3 separate regions of the Mus musculus genome follow, and all the other regions are linked to region 3. A link is a contact called in public Hi-C data. All regions are on one chromosome and are shown on one strand. The core of a region is the stretch at or near the end of the contact, and the rest is flanking DNA. Distances in the headings are between cores, read along the strand shown. Region 1 holds the start of Zfp750 (zinc finger protein 750). Region 2 holds the start of Tbcd (tubulin-specific chaperone d). Region 3 overlaps Gm12589 (a long non-coding RNA gene).

Region 1 (4,420 bases), core at 328-2,827, 290 kb after region 3:
AAAGAAGAGGGAAGGAAATGTAGAAGCTATGACACAGCAAAGATAGGACTGGCCCAAGTGAGAGGGCAGCACAAAGGGAGGAGGGATGGCCCTCAAGAGGATGTGGGAGGCAAAGAGTTAAGGGGGTCCATTAAAAACACCTGAAGTCCAGATTGCAAATTAGAATCAAGGAGTAAAACTCTCAGCAAAAGGTGAGTGAGAGCAGAGGGGAAAGGGTAAGACTTTCAGCAAGTCCCTGCCAGCCTTCCTAAGAAGCTGGCCTGCCCCAACTGCTCCAGAAAGAGGTGCAGCAGAAACGGCACTGAGATAATTCTCAGCCTTGCCTCTCCATTTTGCTCTCTTCAAGTCCTGAGATGTCCAAAGGCTACCCTCTACTGTGGAGTCCCGGAAAGTGGCAGAGTAGCTAGAGGACTTCACCATACCGGGAAGCCTCAGTAAACACCCACAGAGTAGAAGCACTGCCTGGGGGAACCGGAACCAGTACAGACCACCTCCGCCCAGACAGATGTAACAAACTGTAACAAACTGGTGACTGTCTCAGAGCAGAGCTTAAGGTAACTTGCTACTCAGCTAGAGATGTGAGAAACCCTAGGGAACTGCTCGCTGTTCTTATAAGACTGAGCATTTGGCTTAGACTCTTCCTAGGAATGAGACAAAGTAACTAAACTAGGTTTTAAAGAATTAAACATAAAGGTGAAGCCAAGTAAAATCTAAAGTCTTAAATGCGTGCTGGCCCTTGCCAGCAGCTTCAGGTATGACCAAGAGCCTAGCCAGCTATCACAGTGTCCTTTCCCTGTCCCCAAACTGACATCACATTCCAGCCTCCACTGCAGCCCGCACAAGCCTCAAAGCAAACAAGTAAACACTGGGGGTGGGGTGGGGGGTGGGGGTAGGGGATGGTAAAATGGCTCCAAAATTTAAAATCTAAGTTATTACTTAAAGAGGGGGTGTGAAGGTGAACACACTGCCGACGCCCAAATGACAGACAGCACATGTCAGCTCCACAACCAGTACAGGCCCTGGGCATGTTCCGGCAGGTCCCTGTGACAAGGCAGCAAGGTTAGCATCCTCTCTGCCACCCTAGTTCTCCCGGTGACCTCAACAAAACTCCTAGAGAAGGGTAGAAATCGCAGAGGTGGCCAGAGGCTTCTCTGGGCATCACAGCAAAAACACTTGTCATGTTTCCATCGGTGACATGTGTTTCAGGACAAAGTTATATTTCTCTGCTTCTATGTTCCTATGCTGGAGTACTGAAGCGAGCAAGCGAAGCTCTACACCTGAGTCTTTAATGAGCATCAAGTGCTTGTGATACAAGTACATCAGCACTAGACTCTGCATCCAGATATCCTGATTCCTCTGCAACTGGGCAGCCCTCCCAGGACCCCACACACCGTGAACCTAGAGTCCTGTGGGGCACCTGGAGTGGCACAGGACTCTCTGGATCCCTGCTCAGTGAGGCTACGTGGAGCTCAGTGGGTGCAAACACTTGAATTGTAGCTGCAGGCGGAGGAATATCAGGTGCATCTCTACGCCCCGAGGGCTCAACTCCTACACTTAAATCCCTCCCACTGGAACAGCCGGCTCCAGTTTCACCGAGCCAGCGAGCCAGCGTGAGAACAGATCCTGCTCCTCAGACCTCAGCACCTTGCACAGAAGAAGGACTCCGCATCCCAGCACTGCCCACCTTTGGTAAGTGCTTACTATTTCTTCAAGTTTTCTTTCAAAACTACTCTTTAATGTGTCTTGAGGAATCTGTCTGGGTAAATTGTTTGCTGTTGTCTGCTCTTTCCTGCTCTCACTATTCCCTAAGGATTACTCAGAACCCGGCAGGTGCATCTCGGGGATGCAGACCACAATTACAGAACTCCTAATGGGGCTGATACGTTATTCCAAGACTATGAGCAAGCTTATTTAGAAATCAAGCCATCCTTTCTGCTATAAAATTTATTTTAAAAACAAAAGATGGATTTATAGTATTGCTTAATTGTTCCCTACTTTTCAAAGAAATTACAATAAATTTTGACATAAAAGAGGCAAAACTCACATATATAGAGAGAGATACAACTGTTTGGTTTCATTTCTAGTTTAACATCTAAAGCTTTTCAAATTTAAAATAACTGCTGCTTTGACAAAACCTTTCAAAAACAAGAAACCAACTAAGTTTAGGTTTTTGGTTTGGTTGTTAAGATTATACATGGGGGGGGGGGGATAAATCTGTATGAAAATAATTATCGACCGAATAATCGGCCAAATCTGACCAAGTCAGACTTGGTTTAAGCAGAAACGCCTGCATTTCCTATCTGAGTGTTTGCATTAGAAAAGGCTCTCTGATGTTTTAAACTGCTGTGTTACAGAAACACAGGCAAGGCGAGCTCCGGTGCCATGCTGGTCGGGAAGCCGTGAGCCTGCACAACACAACCCATTTGTTTTCTAGATCCTTCCTTCCAAACACACTCTAGAAAACAGCTTTCTTCTAAGACTATGGCCTCCCTAAGTTCACCTTCATCTTAAAGAACAGAAAGTTTGGGAGGGAGCGGCGGCCAGCTACTGCAAAAGCCCACATGAAGTAAAACTCACAAATCTCGTTCTTGCGACACCCCAGTGGGTAGACGACAGTGGCGTGCCCTTGAGTGGTGCAATAACGCCACATCACAGTGCTGTAATTATAGCATGCCCTTCACGACGTTCCACCTGCGAGGCTCTGCGCCAGACAGCTGGACACCACCAGGAGGAATAGTACTGCACTGTCTTGATTTGCAGGTCAATTCACAGGACAAACATAGCTGCCTGGCCCGTCACATCGCTGGCCTATAAAGCAAAGCTGTAATTACCTCTATTGTATCCTATCAGGGTTCTCTTAAATTATTCTTTCTCTTGTCTGATTTCTAAGTGCAAGCCCCTTAGAAACTTCTAAAAACATGCCAGCCACTCACTGTTGTCTTGACAGCAGCAACTACACTACATGTCCACACTCAGGGACTGCTGAAGTTTAATGCTTTAAAGACAAACAGGACCCTGTGGCCAATCGAAACTACACAGTGCTCACTCTGTGTGTGGGCAGGTATCCCGGATGGCACACTGTGGGCAGGTGGAAGGTGCTCTCAGCCCTGGGCCCTTTCTGAACGCAGTCAAGTCATTTAATATAAGAGATATCGAAGTCTCAAGTCATACAGCCTGATGTGTGTCAGCAAAAAAATTGGGACACATCTTACAGATCTTAAGCTGGATACTGTACATGTTTCTAGGTCACTGTATTATTGTACATACTGTATGCTGCATTGCAAGATGATTCAGAGAAGGAAGTCTGGGGCCAAGGTGAGGTCTGGGGAGGCATGTTTGAGAACAGGGCTTCCCCAGGGAAGACAGAGAACAACTCTCTGCCAAAAGCCCTTGATGAGGGCTGAGTGCCTGTGGGAAGACACCCTCATGAACCCCCCTGACCATCAAATGGGAAGTAGAAGGGAGGAGGGTATGGTGCCAAGTAAAATTCCTCTGGGACTGTTTCAGTATCAAACATGCTAACACTACAGTTCTCAGACAGCCATAGCTACACATATAGCCTTCCAGAGATGTATTCCCAAAGTAGTAACAGGCCCAACCTTAAAAAAAAAAAAAGGGGGGGGGGGGGAAGCCACATACCCTTCTTATGCCTTTAGGAAAAGCTTCACCTTTGAATATAAACCCAAAAGTACTGTAAACAGTCAAAGTTCTTGGCTTTCCTGTTTTGGCAACAATGTGTGCTTTTGGGAATATTTAACACCAGCGGCTGCCAGACAGTTCAAAGTCCAGCAGGTATAAACTGACCAAACAGGACTTATTGTAAGCCTCCATGCCCACAGACATATGTGCCTGGCTGCAGTCATGGCTGTGGGTTTATTTCTTGATAGTCATAAACCTCACTTGCTTAGGACAGAGAACTCACAGGCTGACATCATCATTCAAAAGCTTACAAAAGCATCAATTTTATCCCACTTACTTCTCTAACACGGTAGTTTTATAGATGAGTTACGCCCGCCTTACACCTGCCTCCAAGCAGTGAGCTCTCCGCCTTAATTAGCAATTGTGAAATCCTGAGGGTCAGTTTATCCGAAGTTACTGAAATGATTACAGCCGAGCCTGCTTCTGTATCCATTCCCTTTCAGTTTTAATAAACCTCAGGAAATGGCCTCACTCTAGAACCCTTACACAAGAGCCACTGCTGCCTATCCCAGCCAGCCTGCTCACTGTCCTGGGGATCAGCAGCCAAAAAAATTAAAAGACAAAGGCTGAAACCAAAACTTCACATAGCATGACACACGCACACACTCACACACGCATGCACGCACACTCGGTAATAATTATTTCCTCAGTTACTCCTCTTTCTTATAAGACAGGAAACCCTTACCATGACAATGTACTTATTTAACCTCCGTAGATGTTC
Region 2 (4,297 bases), core at 1,046-3,545, 360 kb after region 3:
ATACAACAGGTAGTAGAGAGCCGTGGGTACTCAGGTGAGGGTCTGTGATCCTTCTTGCCTCCATGTGATGGAATGTAAATAGTCAACAAGTCCAACTGGGATAATCAGGGCACACAGCTGAGCTCCACAGATGGTAGCTGTTCAGCTTGGAGGATAGTCCTGCACAACACTCTTGTACTAATGTCCTGATAACAACCTTAGTGTCTCTCTACATAATGGAGATGACAGATGACCTCATCAACTGCTGTGCAGGTAAAATGGGACCTTTATAAAGCATATGACCCTGCAAAACAATTACCAGGAAGATAACAGCTATTCACACATAACTGACTAAAACACATATAAGAAAAGATGTGTTCTTTCAATAGGAACAAGCAGAAAGTAGCTTAGACACACCTGCACACAATCAAGATCGGTATCTGAACTCGAAGCTATTCATTATCACAGGTCTATAAAACCATCCAGCAGACAAAAAAAAAAAAAAAAAAAGACAGAGCTCTAGGGACATTTCATCTGACACCTTCTGCTGATAGCACACAGGTGCCAGCTATACACATAAGCCTTCCCGATCATCTGATATTGAACCACCAAAATCTATGCTTACCAAGGTGTGGATCCAGGAGGTGGGGCTGCTCCTGGTATTTGTCCATAATTACTAAAAGGAAAATAACATGAAAATCAAATCAGGTGAGCCTTGGAAATTCACGTCTCTCAGTAACTCTAATGGAACAGCTAGGGTCTTCCTAGTCCTTGTAACGCCCAGGGACACACCTGGCTTCTTGCTGACAGATGCTCACAGCTGCCCAACATCTGTCAGGCTCTTGAGGACCAGTGTGACCACACCTCCTGCTCTTCTTTTGCTCTGCACATCTTGCCCTCCGATCTCTTCTCACACATATGCTGGTGCTCCAACTCTCTACAACTCCACCTTCCCCTGCTAGTCAGACCCTCTTCACTTCTTGAGCCCTCCCCTGCCTAGCACGATGCCTTTCATTTCCAACAATGTTCAAACCAATAACTGTACAACCTCCCCAACCCTGGTCACCTGCTTTCCAACCCCTACCAGCAAATTAATGTTTCTACCCAATCCAATGGTTTCTCTGCCTCTGCAGTTCTCACCTGCCACTTCAGACAAAGCCCACCACTCTGTCTTACCCAAAAACTAGAGCCCCATCCAAAAAAAAAAAAAAAAAAAAAAAGACATTATGGAGAGAATGTTTTTAGCTAAGGAATACACAAAGATGATTTTGTTCAAGTACAAAACTCTAATTATCAAAGGGCTCATTTGGACATTGTCTTTGTTTTCTGTTGCTGTGATGAAACTGGCCAAAAATCAACTTGAGGAAGAAAGGGTTTATTTGGCTTTCACAGCCCATCACTGAGAAAAGTGTAGGGATGAATCAAAGCAAATAGAAGCAGAAACTACGGAGGAGTCTTGCGTGCTTGCTCCTAGGCTCAAGTTCAGCTGTCTTTCTTATACAGCTCAGAGCCACAGGCCAGGGATGGTACATCTCACGGTGGGCTGGGCCGTCCTTTATCAATTAGTAATTAAAGAAATATCGCAAAGACATGCCCACAAGCCAATCTGGTGGTGGCAATTACTCACTTGAGATTTCTTCCGAGGTATGTCTAGGTTTGTGTAAGGTTGACAAAAACTATGACGGACAGTATCCATTACAAACGACTGTAAAGGCCTACCTAAACTTGGGGGATTTAGAACCACCAAAGGAATCTAATGGCACTGTCCACTCTCCTGCTCTGCCTGGAACGGAGATCCCAGATAAACGTGGAGCTCTGAGTTTGCAGAATCCTGGCCTCATAGCGCAGCCCCATAGGAGCGCCGTGCCAGACCGCTCCTCTTTGCTTGCCATGAGCGCTCTCGTAGGAGGCAGGTTCATCCAACAATTCTGCTGGTTCCCTCCCTATCCACAGAGAGGTCTCAAGCATGCTTTGCTCAGTTCCTGGACATGGCAGGGAAGGCAGGAGGTATGGCTCCCCAGGTCCCTTCCTCCCAGATGCAAGGACCTCAAGATAGAGACTCGGGGCCCCGCCCGCACCGCGGAACCGCTCCTCCGCCACCTCCCGGGACGCGCGCTCTCTGTGCACCGCCGGCAAGCTGCGGAGCAGCGCGCGGGTCTCCGCACTCTCGCCGAACGCTTCCAGGGCGGAGGCGCGAACAAGCGCATCATCCTCCACCTCCTCCTCGGCGGCGCTCGCAGCCGGCTCATTGCTCAGTACCATCCTGCCAGCAGCTTCCGTAAGAACCCTACCGGCAACCGGGAAGAAAAGAGATACAGCACGAGAACTGCCAGCCCCGCCCTGAGACCTTCGACCCCCAACTACGGGGCGCGCAAGCCAACAAAACAGCTCACGCGAAGTCGGCTCAGCGCGCAAAATGATGCTTGCGTGAGTGAAGGGAAGCACCAGAAAAACTAAGCCTCCAATGTCTACAGCCTCAACAGGGAGTGGGTGGAGCCCAAAAGAGGTGGGGCTAAGGAGGGTGTGGCCGGAGCAGTGGGCCGGTACGATCTTTACAGGGAATGAACTCTAGTGTTGGAAGCCTTCTGGAGCTTGAGTGTGTGTAAGGTTAAGGAAATAACTGGGTTTGAAATTGGGGGCAGGAACATGGAAGGTTTTGAGCTAGTGTGGACAGCGCAGGAAAGCTGAACTAGTAGAAAGAGCCAGAATAGGACGGGTGGTGTATGAACGCAGGGGAGGAATGGGTTTTGAGTGTGGGGGCAAGAATGGGGCAATGATGTCTGAGCACCTGCAGGAGTGGGGCGCGGGGGGGTGCTTTAAGGGTGTAGGAGACAATGGGGTATTGCTCCAGGATGAAGGCTTTTGCCGTGACCTCAAACAGCACCATCATGACCACCCAAAGCAGTCCTGAGAAAAGACGTGAGCTATACGCTGCTGGCCCTGCATTCACCAGAACAGACCTCACTGGGAAGTAGAAGACTGGAGTGGTTAGATAGTTTAGTGTGCAAAGTCTCCTTCACTAAGCCTCGGGAGTTGAATGTGTAACAGTAGGCCCCCAAACCTTAGCACATCCTACTCCATGATTAAAGTGCCATTCAGGCTGTAAAACTCATTCGACAGCACCCACGGGGCAAACTAAAAAACAAAGACTTGATCCTTCAAAGTCCGTAGGTCCTGAAAAGTTTCTGAATGTGCTAACTTTGCTTTTTGGCTTCTCTAGTTCTACTTCTCGCTCACTATTGTTGATAACTGAAGTATGTCAACCTAGAACATATTTGTGTGTGTGTGTGTGTGTGTGTGTGTGTGTGTGTGTGTGGTTAAAAGTTCATGAGAAGGATCACTGTTTTGCTGGGATCCAGAATACCCAGGGTAGTCACTGGCCTGCTAATAAAGACTTTCTATTGGCTTAAATATAGATCCTAGCAGTCTTCTCAGATATGTTGTGGGGTAACAAGTTTGGTCCTCACATAGTGGAAGAAGAAGAGAACCACAAGTTGTACTCTGACCTATACACACATATTTCAGCACATGAGTACGCAAAATAAAATCTAAAAAAATAGAAAACAGTGAGGTGCTAGAGAGTGTCTGGCAGTGATTGTAACTGAAGGACCGGAGCCAAACGGGCTAGCATGGTGGCTTCCTTCCCTATTCGCCTGCGGTACCTGGGGCTTCAGCCGCTGAGGTGGGAGCTTGCCCGCAACAGTGCTGCTGTGGTGTCAGCCTGAGCTACATACGGAGCTCCCTGGAAACTGCTGCGCTGCCATAACCTCAGCCTCTGGATGAATGCGTTGTAGGCCGACTCAAAAGTAGCCCAGTTAGGGATCTAGTTTGACATTTTATTAGGTCCAGCCCTCTGCTACCTGAGCAGCTTCCTCATCACCCCCAGGGACGGGCTTCTGTACTCCCGTCCAAAGTGGTTCCAGTGGTTTAGGTAGTTAAAGAGCTGGTACAGCAGCAGGCGCTTGTCGAACCCTGGAGCCTTTGGGATCTTCCGATGGTAGGCAGTGAAGAAGGATCTGGGGAACCCCCCAAACATCGATGCAATGGCCAGTTCAAACTCAGAATGGCCATAGAAGGAGGCTGGATCATAAATTACGGGTCCCTGGTCATCCTCAGCCACATTTCCAGACCAGAGGTCTCCATGGAGCAGGGCAGGGACAATCTCTATACCCGCAAACAGATCCGGGATCTTCACCTAGAAGAGAAATTATTACATGGGACTCGAAGACCCAGGGGCCCATTATCCAGTGCTTGGAAATAAAGCAGAGAGCCATGGAGGCATCCAGAGGCCAACCGAATAATCTACCAGGCCCAGGGA
Region 3 (4,521 bases), core at 1,700-4,199:
ATTGTGATGAACCTGGACAAAGATAACTACAAAGATAATCTAAAAAAAGGAGAACACAATGCACCTGGGTGAGCAGAAGCAGCCCAGAGACCTGCTGCTGTGTGGCCCACTTACAGCGGGAACCACCACAATGTGCAAGCGTGTGGTACACAGAGCGAAAAGAAAGAGAAGTAGAACAGTCTGAGCATCACGAAGAGATGCAGAACTGGAGACTCAAGGGGGAGAAGGAATAGCCTGATGTGTGTAGCCTACCCTGCTACTTGAAGCCTTGATGGAGTCCCAGCCTGTGCTGCCCCTGAGGGCCATGTCTGGGTCTGTGGGGCTCACGATACCACTTAAGACAACACTGATATTCCTGGTTTGGGCTGCTGCTTGGAACCGTGTTGATATCCAAGGGCTGTGCAGAGCTGGCTCCCCTCCTCACCAGCTCTGGCACTCTAGAGAGCAATCCCTGCCTCTCACCAGCTGCAGCACTTGGAAGTATGGGCCCTGCACCTCATCTAGGCAGCACTGTTGAGCTAGCCCTGGTGACTGAGGTGTAGGTGAGCTGGCCCAAGGGTGTGAGCACAGAAGAACTGGACCTGCCATTTGTCTGTCATGAGGCATCATGGGTGTGGGGGAGATGCCTTCATGCCCTCCTCACCTCACCCCTCGCCTTCTGTGGTAGCCAGGAGAGCTGGCCCTAGAGTCATGAGAGCAAAAGTGCTATCCCCTCTCCTCACCAGCAGCTGCACTCAGGAGAGTGAACACTGGGTCTCACCCTGGCAGCACAAAAGAACAGGCTCTGGTGGCAAAGGCTTAGGGGAGGGCATCAGAACAGGAGAGCTGGCACAGCCTCTTGACAGCTGTGGCACTTGGGAGAGTGAGAGAGCAGTCTTGCCCCTCGACTGGATGAAGTGTTGGGTGAGGTAGCTGGCACAGTGCTAGAGTCTAAAAGTAACTTTTATTCACCTGTTTTAATTGTTGTCTCCAATGCTTACAGCCTTTGTCTGCTAACGCAGGCCTAGTGTTAGGGTCTGGGAACTACTTCACAAACCACTCAGACACCAATCTCAGTCATATAGGGATGGTTTATTGAACACCACACCTTAAATATCTCTTCTTCGAAGTTGGCTTATCTTCAAAAGAGAAGCCAGAAAGAAGAACAGCCAGGGCATGGCCCCCAGCATCAGGGCTTTCAGAAGTGGCTCTCCCTCCCTCCTCGAACTCTGCAAAGTCAGCAACACCTCGCTGTTTCACACTTTACCAGCCTTGGGCTTTGGAATTGTGCAGCAACGCCCTTCTTCGTGCATCCTAATCAACCACAAGTTTCATCAAGCAGAGTTGCACTGATCACCCGTATGGAGGAGGCAGCTAGCTGCAGGCTCTCACACTCCCCTTCATGTGTGTCTCTGGCATGAAGTCTTGGCTAGGGCACGGGACAGGCTTCCTTCAGTCAGCAAGGACCCTGTGAAGGGACCAAGAGGACATAAAAATCAAGCCCTGCATATAAGAACGTCCCAGAGAAAAAGAATGGGTCAGGTGAAGCAGAGTATGGGAATGACATGCTTGGGAGAAAAGAGATCTAGCTTTAACACTTGGGTTCAAAAATCAATGAAACTGTCAAATAAGGAATGGTGTCTTGCTTATTCCAGGGTCCTTGTTTGGTTTTATCATCTATAGATCAATCTGTTCTCTAAAATCATACTGTCTATTCCAGCAAACGAATGAATGAATGAATGAATGAATGAATAGGGCCGGCCACAGACTCCCAGGCGAGAGTAAGATGATGCTCTCAGGGACCAGCCAACTGAGAGTAGAATACTGGCAGGTAACCATGTCTAACCAGAGCCAATTGGCCAGTGAGACTTTTAAAATATAATTAAATTTTTTTTGTTCATTGATGCTTTGCCTGCATGCATGTGTGAGAGTGTCAGAACCCCTAAAACTGGAGTTACAGTCATGTGTGAGCTGTCATGAGGGTGCTGGGGATTGAACCCAGGTCCTTCGGAAGAGGAGCCAGTGCTCTTAATCACTAAGCCATCTCTCCAGTCATGTATACAGGGGAATATTAGCACATAGGCAAGTGCTGGGTTTTCTACTCCAAGAAGCACTTCAGGCGATGAGGACAGCTCTCCTGTGATTGGAAAGACTCCACTGGTTAAAGAAATGAATGGAAACAGCTCAACATAGTATCAAGCTGAGTCTATGCATCTGGAGACCTGGTACTGGTCTGTCATTCTCTAGGGAGACAGTCCCACAGACAACTCTCCAGCAAAAGCCAACTGTCATGGGGAACTGTACAATGTTCCTGGCACCCAAGAAAGGCCAGATGCCACATATGGAAGGGCTTGGGGCCAAGCAATGAGGTCAGGGTGAAGCAGTGAGATGGAAATTGTGGCTAGGGAAAGAAGCAGTGCGTGTCTCCAGCAAGAGTCACAGCTTACAGTTAAGTCACAGCATTTCAGCAGCCTCCTAGAGTATGTGCAGTACCTCTGGTCCCACAGGGGTCCAACCTGCTGTCTCTGCCTCACAGCTAAGCCTGATCACAGCCTCTGGTGAAACCCAAGGAAGACACTTTACCTTCCATGGACTCTACATTACCAGAGAAAGGCAAAGGGAGAGGCTGGGGTAGTGAGCAGGGTGGAGCAGCCTACACAGGTCACTAAAGATTAGCACTCCTACATGAATCTACTGCCTAGGGCCACAACTTTGCCTCTTCTGGAGACCATGTCCTGTTCTCCCACTCCAGACCATGTGGGACCTGAGTGCAGTAAGCTTGTGCCAACTGGTTTAGGAGCTCTTCGGAGATGAAGGCAGATGAGACACAGTAAGATGTGAAACCTGAGCCTGGGAAGATGACAGATGGACAAACTCCAGTTTCAGGGGTTCTGACACCCTCAGGCTGACAGACATGTACGCAGGCAAAAGCACCAATAAACACCAACAGCCAGCAGGTGGCACTGTAGAAGCGTGAGAAACAGTGCTCAGGTTCTCATCAAATGATTTTTCTTTCTCTTCCTGCACAGCTGGATGCTGCTAAGATTGTCCTTTAATCTTCCTCATAGCTGCAAAGTTTGGACTCGGGCCAGGGTCAGAGAAAGGCTGTGGCCATGGGAGAGTGTCAGAGGATGCTGGAACTTCAGTCATCCTCCATCACTACTTCAATGGTATGTTTTCTCTTCCTTCATGCATATGAAAATCAGTGCTTCAAGTAGAAAAGGCACTAAACAGCCTGGTCAACTGCTAGCACCTGCTTCATAAAGGCAGAAGTGGAGGGTAGGAGTCGGCCCAGGGAATTCCAGTTGCTGCTGGAAGCCACATCCGGGGGCAGTGTCCACTAGGCCTCCGTATGTGAGAATGTGTGTGATGTGGTATGTCTTCAATGTGTGAGCATATGCCCATGATGTGATATGTTCTGTGTATAAACACATGTGCCAGATTTCTCTGCATGTATCTCTTGCCATGCATGTGTCAGGTATGATCTCTCTGTGTCCTGTGGTTATGTGTATTTTCGAATATTTCGACAAACTTCCTCTCATCTGTACAATGTAGCTGCAAGCCACTTTATGAGGAGCAACAGTGTCTGCTCAGTGAAGTGCCCCAAACCCTGATATGCCTGCAGAGCTTCCCTCAGTGAGGTTCCATCCCTTAGTGCTGGAAAGTGGTGTACACAGCAGGTCCTGGCTGGCACCTAGCCCTTCTCTCAACTTTTTTATTTATTATGTGTGCATGCATGTGCATGCATGTGCACACTTCATAGTGTGCATGTTGAAGTCAGAGGACAATGTGTGGGGACCTGTTCTCTCCTTTGACCATGTGGTGCAGAGATCAAATTCAAGTTGTCAGGTTCGGCACTAAGTATGCGTCCTTACCCACTGAGCCATCTCCTAGCACGGCTTCCTCCTCCCTTCTGCTCATTCTTCAGATACACCCCAGCCTGGCAGGAAGCTTGGGTGCCATTAAGAATTCCCATGAGATATTAGGGGGAAAACAACACCTGAAGGGGCTCCTGGAGCCAGAGGCTTGCTGACAACTTAGATAAAGTATCCTCCCCATCTCAGATTCAATTGTAAACTATTCTGCCCAAAAGTTCACTCCAAGGAAGACCCAGTCCTTTGGAAGCCCCTTATGAAGAAAAAGGAGCCACCTATTTGTCTGTTGCTTCCTAAGAGTCTTCATGAGGATGATGGAGGTGGTTTGGAGCCTGTAGCTTAGTGTTTGCAGAGCAAGTGCTGGTATGTACTTCAGAGGCTTTCCAAGGACTGTAAGTAAAAATGGACTGGACAAAAAGTTGGCCCAGAATATGTCAAACAAGGCAGAGAAGAGTCCTAGACCTGATCAGTGCTGAGATGGTGCCTCCCTCCCTCCCTTCCTCAAAGCCCCTCTGTCCTGTGACCTTACACCCCAGGACTGCAGTGTCATCCTACTGACCTAGAAATGCTGACCTCCAAATGGCTCAGACTCAGCAGAAAATTTTCAGTGGAAACCATATGAACATCTTTCCTGGAGTCCAAAGGTGATGCATCACAAGAAAGACCC

The links. A called contact is a pair of places that touch in the nucleus more often than the background predicts.
Region 1: a Hi-C map of bone marrow-derived macrophages shows a contact between it and region 3, with 24 read pairs. The contact joins the promoter of Zfp750 here to the enhancer-like site in region 3. A contact is called at or near these places in 21 of 39 promoter capture datasets (the 3T3-L1 cell line, 3T3-L1-derived adipocytes, the C10 cell line and 12 more), 1 of 15 datasets of contacts at CTCF or cohesin (the NIH/3T3 cell line), 3 of 484 Hi-C or Micro-C datasets (bone marrow-derived macrophages, macrophages and nephron progenitors), 6 of 115 datasets of contacts at active chromatin or transcription factors (embryonic brain, embryonic stem cells, epiblast stem cells and 1 more) and 3 of 9 other capture datasets (adipose tissue, embryonic stem cells and pancreatic islet).
Region 2: a Hi-C map of bone marrow-derived macrophages shows a contact between it and region 3, with 19 read pairs. The contact joins the promoter of Tbcd here to the enhancer-like site in region 3. A contact is called at or near these places in 18 of 39 promoter capture datasets (the 3T3-L1 cell line, 3T3-L1-derived adipocytes, the C10 cell line and 11 more), 1 of 15 datasets of contacts at CTCF or cohesin (large pre-B cells), 11 of 484 Hi-C or Micro-C datasets (B cells, the C10 cell line, bone marrow-derived macrophages and 5 more), 17 of 115 datasets of contacts at active chromatin or transcription factors (the NIH/3T3 cell line, Th17 cells, bone marrow-derived macrophages and 10 more) and 5 of 9 other capture datasets (adipose tissue, embryonic stem cells, liver and 2 more).

What each region holds. Positions count from the first base shown.
Region 1 is chr11:121,516,499-121,520,918 of GRCm38.p6, reverse strand. Zfp750 (zinc finger protein 750) reads left to right here and starts at 1,577. Exons shown (of 3, transcript NM_178763.4): 1 at 1,577-1,689. The region is part of intron 13 of Tbcd (tubulin-specific chaperone d); the gene reads right to left.
Region 2 is chr11:121,449,989-121,454,285 of GRCm38.p6, reverse strand. Tbcd (tubulin-specific chaperone d) reads right to left here and starts at 2,295. Exons shown (of 39, transcript NM_029878.4): 1 at 2,058-2,295; 2 at 605-655. The coding sequence starts at 2,241. It overlaps Fn3k (fructosamine 3 kinase), which reads right to left. Exons shown (of 6, transcript NM_022014.4): 6 at 3,796-4,174. The coding sequence ends at 3,836.
Region 3 is chr11:121,806,854-121,811,374 of GRCm38.p6, reverse strand. Gm12589 (a long non-coding RNA gene) reads right to left here. Exons shown (of 3, transcript XR_389241.2): 3 at 1,049-1,447. Among named protein-coding and RNA genes, the nearest start is that of Gm30338, 14 kb to the right of the region's middle. Within about 2 kb of position 2,949, at least 30 of the 459 cell types and tissues checked have an H3K27ac peak or open chromatin away from gene starts, as enhancers often do. A contact at or near this core is called in bone marrow-derived macrophages and neural stem cells, where this site is marked.